Linked DNA regions of Gossypium hirsutum: regions 2 and 3 are each linked to region 1. A link is a contact called in public Hi-C data. All regions are on one chromosome and are shown on one strand. Each heading gives the region's core, a stretch centred on a gene start, on an enhancer-like site or on the middle of the called end of the contact. The rest is flanking DNA. Distances are from core to core; before and after follow the strand shown.

Region 1 (2,641 bases), core at 58-2,557:
CAAATATGCTACTGTAGCAAAAGCGCGTCCACGAGGGCACGATTTCATAAATTCTTCTGATAAAGCATCCTGCTTGAAGCGTTTTTTATACTATTTTCTCAGAAACGTCAACTCGAAATTATTTTTTTAGGACTTACTATAGCAAAAGCGCGTCCATGTGAGCGCGATTTCAGAAATTTTTTTGATAAAGTATCCTGCTTGAAGTGTTTTTTATACTATTTACTCAGAAACGTCAACTCGAAATTATTTTTTCAGGACCTACTGTAGCAAAAGCGCGTCCACGTGGGCGCGATTTCAGAATTTTTTTTGTTAAAAACCTTAAACCTTAAAAACCCAAAACCTAACATGGGAGAAACGACAAAAACACGTCCCTAGGGGCGCGCTACGTGGCAACAAAACGCGTCCACGTCAGCGTGCTTTACCTACGTTGCAACAAATCGCGTCCTTGTAAGCGCGCTTTGTGTCCATGTAAGCAAAGCGCGCCCCTAGGGACGCGTTTTGTTGACACGTCCCCTGACATCGCGTTGATGGGGACGCGTTTTCTGGAAAAATGACCCATTCCAATAAATAATAAAATACAGGGCCTATCTCGATAAATTTAAAAAAAAAAGGGGATTTTTTTAGTATTTTGCCCAATCTAAACATTTCAATTTGGAGTTGAAAAATTTTCAAATTCAATTTAATCTCGAATTAAATGTTAATTTGAAACTTTGAGAAGTTGGGTTTCTTTTTAATTATCAGCTGCAATTGAAATTGGAGCTTAGGAATATTGAATTTTAAACTTATTTGGGTCTTATTTTCTAATGTTTTGAGACATTTTCCATTTACTTTTTATTTAGGTTTCCATAACTATATATTTAATAAAAAATTCAGAAAATTACATTTCAATCAAATTAGTGAATTCTCCATCTATAATTAGTGAAGTCTTTATTTAAGCATGTTGAAACAAGTTTATTACGAAAAGGTTTAGTTATTATATGATGAAATTGAAAAACTGAAATATTGTGTGACCGCTTTCTCTATTTTTATTTATTTAATTAATAATTAATTATAGGATTCATGTGATGCGGCACCGTTCCCGCTTTGCTTGCTCTGCCTACCTTCTCAAACAGCCCCCCATGTGACCACCGACAACTGCCAGCTGCAATCAATTAGGACCCGTGTTCTATCCTATACGCTCCCTCTCTCCACTCTGCCCTTCAACTTGCCACTAATAACTCGCCACGTCATCAAACTATCACTCCCATGTACCAAAACAGCCTTGTTTTCCCATCAAAATTACCAAATCAACACCACCGTTTTGACGTGGCATCCCAACCAGTAGCTCATACAGCTTATCCACCACACACGAATATACTCCTCAACGCGGCTAAGCCAGTTTTCATTATTATTCTTATTCAATTTTCACTTTTATTTAATTTCCTTATCTTTACTCCCACTTTATCATCATCACTGTCTCTTTAGCCTTTACCCTTTGTTTCGTTGATTTGTTTCTAAGGATTTAATCTCCAAACCTTCTTCCCATTTCTTCATTACATTGTTCAAGAAAAAAGAAGCAAAAAAACATGGCCAAAGTTCTGTTGTTCATTGCACTATGTGTGCTTCCAGCTTTGGTTAGTGCTACACGCATTCTGAATAATCAATTGGTGGTAGAAGGCTATGTGTACTGTGATACTTGCCGTGCTGGTTTTGAAACCCCTAAGACTAGAAGCCTAGCTGGTACTTTCCATTTCTAACATACTTTGATCTTAATCTATGTTTTACTATGTTGGCTTTTGTGTATTATGTTGGTGACATTGTTAGATCTGGTGTTTAAGGTTTTAAAGTGGTAGATCTGTGAAGTAGTTTGTAGGTTTTGATGTTACATTGAGTTAAAGTGAATGATAGGGTGTCTAAACATAAAATAATGGGAACAACCATGACATGTTGAACTGGAGGTCAAAATCAGTAGGCGGTTCAAAGATGCAAATTTTAATAGAAATGGGGAAACTTTAAGGTTTAAGATGATAATTTTGCTCATAGATTTATAAACCCAAAAATGTTGGTTCTTGGACATGGAACAGGATGTTGTGTATTGTTTAATGGCTGTCTTGCCTGGATCTTTCGTTCCCCTTGTCTGATCTATGTGATGTTTAATATCGGTACTTTGTCGTATTTGGTTCTGAATCTTGGTATACTGATATCATGTGCTTTGTAGATGCCATGGTTAGGTTGGTATGCTCCGACAGGAAGAGCGGCCAAGTTGTCTTCAAAAAGGAGGGATACACCGACAAAACCGGAAAATACCAGATTCGTGTATCCGAGGATCACTTGGATCAGATCTGTGATGCAGTTCTTGTGAAGAGCTCCCAGCTTGGTTGTGCCACAATGTCCCCCGGTCGTGAACGTGCCCGTGTTATCTTGACCAACTTCAATGGCATTTCATCCACCACCCGTTATGCCAATGCCATGGGCTTCATGGTTGACGAGCCTGAAGCAGGCTGTGCTGAGATGATGAAGATGTATCAGGAGGATGAGGAGGATGTCTAGTGTGTTGGTTTGGATTTATTTGCATATGAAATATGATGTTGTCTGCTATTTGTTATGTGAATTGCTCCGTTATTTCTACGTTTAGAGGACTTCTATAACTTATTTTTCTTAC
Region 2 (2,641 bases), core at 86-2,585, 440 kb after region 1:
TGCAGTGGTTAAAAGGATACGAAAGATAAAAGTGATTGCAATAACAGGTTGTTATAGGCACCGAAATTGGAAAGCAATTAAGCCAATCAAATCCTGTTTCACTTGGCTGTCAACTCAAGGTGATGGATGAGTAATTAAAAGTTAAAAACCACTGTTGATAAGCTTGGTTTGAAAAAGGAATCTTTATGTCCCCATACAGCTTTGCTTGAAATGGCCGGTGGACAGCTAAAAGTGCAATGTATTGTCCACATCATGGATCCCATCCTTTGTGATTTAGCGAGTGGCTCACCATACAATCATAACACACAATCATGTCCAATGCCATCAATTACATTAAAAAGATAAATCTGAAAGCCACCTCCCCCAAGATGCTGGATTTCCAAAGTCTTGTGCCGCTAAAGTGAGCTCAAAAACACGTGAAAGTAGTTGAGGAGCATTTGGCATTAATATTTTTCTGTCATCCATAGGGTAATCTTGGGCATACTTCTATGTAAACAGCAGGATCATTTATTACAGCTGTAACATATTTGTTGAATGTTGAATTTGTTCAAACTTTTAAACATAAAAGAACAATATACAGCTAAACAAAACACCAGACAAAGTGATCAACAAGCGGACATGAAAATTTAGTCAAAGATTTCATGTAGTTTGATGATCAACAACATGGTTTGTTATATTGGATTATGGATTCTCAAGGATTCATGGTGGATGGAAACGTTGAATGGCAAGGCAGTAGAAATTTATTACTTTCTACCATTTTAAAATTTGTATTAATTAGCAAAATCCCCATCAGACAGTAATTGAGTATTTCGGGAGTCGTAGACAATATTTTTTATATGGCAGTTGGATAGTAAAATCACGTGATCAAAGGAATTTGCTTTAACAAATTTGAAAGATGCCTGCCTCGTGATTATTATTATTTTGGATAAATGTTTAATTAAAGCTCGTATATTTAGATCTTTTTTGAAATAAACTGAATGAACCATTAAGCAAAATAGGTAATAATCAATCTTTTTTGTAATTAAAAACCAAAGGCAACGTTCACCTGCAAATTGGGTTTACATAAACAGAGTTCTGGAAAATAGTGGAGAAAGTCTTGGGTTGGCTGGCTCTATCTAACCACCAGCTGTAACTCGGCTCAGGCTAGCTTGATCCAGCTAAGCCTAACTAATACTACTACTTCACGAGCCCTTTGTGCCTCCCTTTAAGAGCCGCAAGCGCGTATTCTCACGTGCCTATATCCCACTCTCGGAATTCCAGCTGGATCACTTCCAGCCTGTCCTGTTTACCCCTTGTGTTAATACAAATTACTGCATTTGTCTGTTACTCTGAAGGTTCCTTAATTCACCTATTCCAAATCCCTTTTTCTTAACAAATTAAATAACCTCAATAAATGAACACTGTTTTGCTGGTCTTTATATATACCCTTTTCCACCCTTCTATTCCCACAACTCAAAGCGCCAACCTTTCTCAGCTTAACAACAACAACAAAAAAATGGCTTCTTTCATCACTCCAACCATCTTAAAAATATTCCTTATCATCTCTTTGTTTCAAATCTGTTTGGGTGTACGAAAGCTGAGTGAAGTGGTTGAGGAGCAGCCTCAGCTCTTGAAATACCACAACGGTCCTCTCCTTTCAGGCCCAATCACCGTCAATCTCATTTGGTACGGCAAGTTCAAGCCTTCCGAGAGGGCTATTATCTCTGATTTTGTCACCTCCCTCTCTTCTAACCCTTCTTCACCCTCTCTAAAAGCCCAACCCACGGTGGCTCAGTGGTGGCGGACCACCGAGAAATACTACCATCTCGCCTCTAAGAAATCGTCTCTTTCCTTGTCTTTGGGGAAGCAGATCCTTGATGAACACTATTCGCTTGGCAAGTCTCTCAAGAAGAAACAAATTGTTGAGTTGGCCTCAAAGGGTGACCAAAAGTATGCTATTAATGTTGTTTTAACAGCATCTGATGTTGCTGTCGAAGGGTTTTGTATGAGCCGATGTGGGACTCATGGGTCTGCCTTGAGCTCCACCAAGGGTAAAAGGTCTTCCAAATTTGCTTACATTTGGGTTGGGAATGCCCAAACCCAGTGCCCTGGTCAATGTGCCTGGCCATTCCACCAACCTATCTATGGACCACAGTCCCCACCTTTGATTGCACCAAACAACAATGTGGGTGTTGATGGCATGGTCATCAACTTGGCTAGCCTCTTTGCGGGGACTGTTACCAACCCTTTTGGAAATGGTTACTACCAGGGCCCAGCTGAGGCGCCATTGGAAGCTTCATCAGCATGTCCTGGAATATATGGCAAAGGGGCTTATCCAGGCCATGCTGGAAACCTACTTGTAGACCCTTCAACTGGTGCTAGCTACAATGCTCATGGTGAGAATGGAAGGAAATACTTGCTTCCTGCTTTGTATGATCCTGCTACATCATCTTGCTCAACCTTGGTCTGAGAGTGGCCACAACAACCTTAACCATTCTTTTATTTGTTAATTTATTAATAACATCAGCAAACTCTTTGGTTTGCTTTTTTGCTTTTAATATCCATTTCTTATTTGCTTTTTATTGAATTATCTCTTACAAACATTCTTTATAATAAATGATGAATATGGAAGTGAAAATTGCTGAGAATACATGTAACCAGA
Region 3 (2,641 bases), core at 105-2,604, 260 kb after region 1:
CTTCATCTACCAGATTTGAAGGGAGATAAACAACAGATTATATGGAACTTTTCAGCAGATTACCAAACATACCATTAACCGTGCGAAGACGACCGTTAGCAGGGCTAAGATACCATGTAAAGACACATGGAATACAATCTTTTTCACTTTCTTTTATTCTTGTATTGCATAGCTTTGATTACTTTCTTTTCATTATGTAGCAGCAATTTCCAAGTTCTTTTAGATAAATAAAACCATGCTTATCCAAGAAAAGATACACATAAGCTTAATGAATACCTTTTCTATGGCAAGACCCTGGCGAAGATCCAATTTGTACCCATCATTGATCACAGACTTGTACCTGAGAACCAAGTCTTGACTGTTCTTCATAATTGCTCCTGCAAGTTGTCGAGCTTTATTCAACACTTCATTTTGGTCAACAACATAATTGACAAACCCCAATTTCTCAGCTTCCTCTGCTGACAAAGGCATGGCTGCCAACGACACTTCGCGAGCCTTGTTTGGTCCTATGAAGCGTGCAAGCTTCTGGGATAAACCCCATGAAGGAAATATCCCAAATCTACAATCATTTTTTGAAAACAACACTAAATCAACACATGAGACAATCAAAGCCTTCGACTTGTTTATCTTCAGCAATTGTTACCTGGCGTGAGTATCAACGAAAGTGGCTCCCTTAGCAGCGACCAGCATGTCACAAGCGAGGGCGATCTCGAAGCCGGCAGTAATAGCAACGCCGTTGATAGCTCCGATGATGGGTTTGGGGCATTGCTCCATCTGAACAACCGGATCCGTCTCCGGGTCCTTAACGTCACCCTTGAAAACATCTTGTGCAGCCGTCAAATCCACGCCTGAACAGAAAGCCCGTCCAGCTCCAGACAAGATGATGACCCGCACCGAGTTGTCCTTCGCAAGAGCCTTGAAAGCCTTGGCCAAGTCCACCATCATGGGTCGGGTCAAGGAGTTGAGAGATTTGGGTCGATTGATGGTAACAATAGCGATCCCATCAGGTTCACGGGTCACAACGATCAGCTTGTCAGACGAGGAACCCTCCATTTTTACAGGAAAAGGAAAGAAAGGGAAAGATTCAAAAGAGAAGATGAATAAATTTTATTGCAATTTTGGAAATGGTTATATAAAAAAAATATTTTCAACATGGATCTGGTTTTGGTAAATGGGTTTCGTCATCATCGTTGATCGCGTGTAGATAATGCCTTGAATTGCGTGTCTGATTACGGCGACGGGAAAGCGGATAAGAACATAAGAAAACAAAAAAATCCCACTCCCTACTGTTTATTTCATTTAAGGGTAAACTAACTCAATCGTAGATCTATTCGAGTGCCAACTCACTTGTCTAAGCCCAGAGATCTACTTAAAATATAAAAGAATTTAAATAAAAAATATTTATTTAGGTTAAGTCTTAGATAAAAAATTTTAATTTGGATACGGCCTGATCAGAAGATGTTATATTAGGGCAAATGACTAAATTTTTTTTTTAAAAATTACTGAAATAGACCAATTATTTAATTTATTGGAATAGTCCATTTTTCGTGAAATCGCGTCCACGTCAGCGCGATGTTAGGGTACGCGCCAGGAAATCGCGTTCATGTCAGTGTGATTTGCTTACGTGGACACAAATCGCGCCCTAGGGCGCGATTTGTTGATGTGGATGAACAGTTTCTCATTTTTAGCTTGAAAAATTTTGAAAGGCCATAACTTTTCGCTCGGTTGTCCGATTAAGACGAATTTTTTTTATTTCGAATAACTTTTTGAGATCTACATGCTGAAAAACTGCCGAAGGTTGTTTGCCACACTTTTCATCGAAAAAGATCCCTTTTGCCCCTAAATTTTGATTTTTTCGGTTTAAAATTAAATTTCGAAACATTCAAATCATTATTTGTAGTGTGTGTATATGTTAATAGTTACGTACAGAAAAGTCAACTGAATATAATTTTATATTAAATTCATTTAAGTTCTTCTCAAACGACCAATGATTCTAATTGTCTTAATTATATGAGTTACCGATGCCTTTGCCTAAGCATCGATGAGCTAACATTTTATATAAGTTATTTCTAATTGTAATTAGCACTTTCTATCATTATGCAGGTTACTTTTCCTAACTTGGAGAAAATCACAATCTGCCATTTGAGGAACGCAAAGAGGATATGGCACAGCAAATTTCATAAGAATTCCTTTTCTATGTTAAAAGAGTTGACTGTTGAGGAATGTGATGTGCCATTTGAATATTTTTTTGTACTTGTTGCTATTGATTTAAAAAAGATTCAAAATTGTTAACAACAAGATTCGAACCAAGGTATTAAAGGAAAAGAGCAAGCATCTTAACCAACTAAACTAAACTAATTAATTGATATATTATAAAAATACTGTTATTATCTTAATTATATTACTTACGTTCTAACGATTTATCGGACCTATTCCATACACGTGTCAAATCAGAAGAAATAATACAACAATTCTGTAAAAAAATCCGGTGTTTACTTCAAATAAATAAGGAAAATAATGATTTGAATGTTTTAAAATTTAATTTTAAACCGAAAAAATTAAAATTTAGGGGCAAAAAGGGATCTTTTTCGATGAAAAGTGTGGCAAACCGCCTTCGGCTGTTTGTCAGCGCGTAGATCTC

The links. Hi-C and Micro-C count contacts between places; a contact is called where the count stands out from the background.
Region 2: a contact with region 1 is called in a Hi-C map of leaf, with 1.7 times the contacts expected there. The contact joins the promoter of LOC121214636 here to the promoter of LOC107910583 in region 1. A contact is called at or near these places in 2 of 34 Hi-C or Micro-C datasets (callus and leaf).
Region 3: a contact with region 1 is called in a Hi-C map of leaf, with 2.1 times the contacts expected there. The contact joins the promoter of LOC107910232 here to the promoter of LOC107910583 in region 1. A contact is called at or near these places in 13 of 34 Hi-C or Micro-C datasets (anther, callus, fibers and 4 more).

Annotation. Positions count from the first base shown.
Region 1 is chrD02:14,220,111-14,222,751 of Gossypium_hirsutum_v2.1, forward strand. It overlaps LOC107910583 (protein DOWNSTREAM OF FLC), which reads left to right and starts at 1,308. Exons shown (of 2, transcript XM_016838462.2): 1 at 1,308-1,719; 2 at 2,198-2,641. The coding sequence starts at 1,566. The coding sequence ends at 2,529. It overlaps LOC107910582 (probable beta-D-xylosidase 7), which reads right to left. Exons shown (of 5, transcript XM_016838461.2): 5 at 2,244-2,641.
Region 2 is chrD02:14,658,183-14,660,823 of Gossypium_hirsutum_v2.1, forward strand. It overlaps LOC121214636 (protein PHOSPHATE-INDUCED 1), which reads left to right and starts at 1,336. Exons shown (of 1, transcript XM_041088481.1): 1 at 1,336-2,537. The coding sequence starts at 1,394. The coding sequence ends at 2,449.
Region 3 is chrD02:14,483,481-14,486,121 of Gossypium_hirsutum_v2.1, forward strand. It overlaps LOC107910232 (probable enoyl-CoA hydratase 1, peroxisomal), which reads right to left and starts at 1,355. Exons shown (of 3, transcript XM_016838016.2): 1 at 644-1,355; 2 at 277-559. The coding sequence starts at 1,053.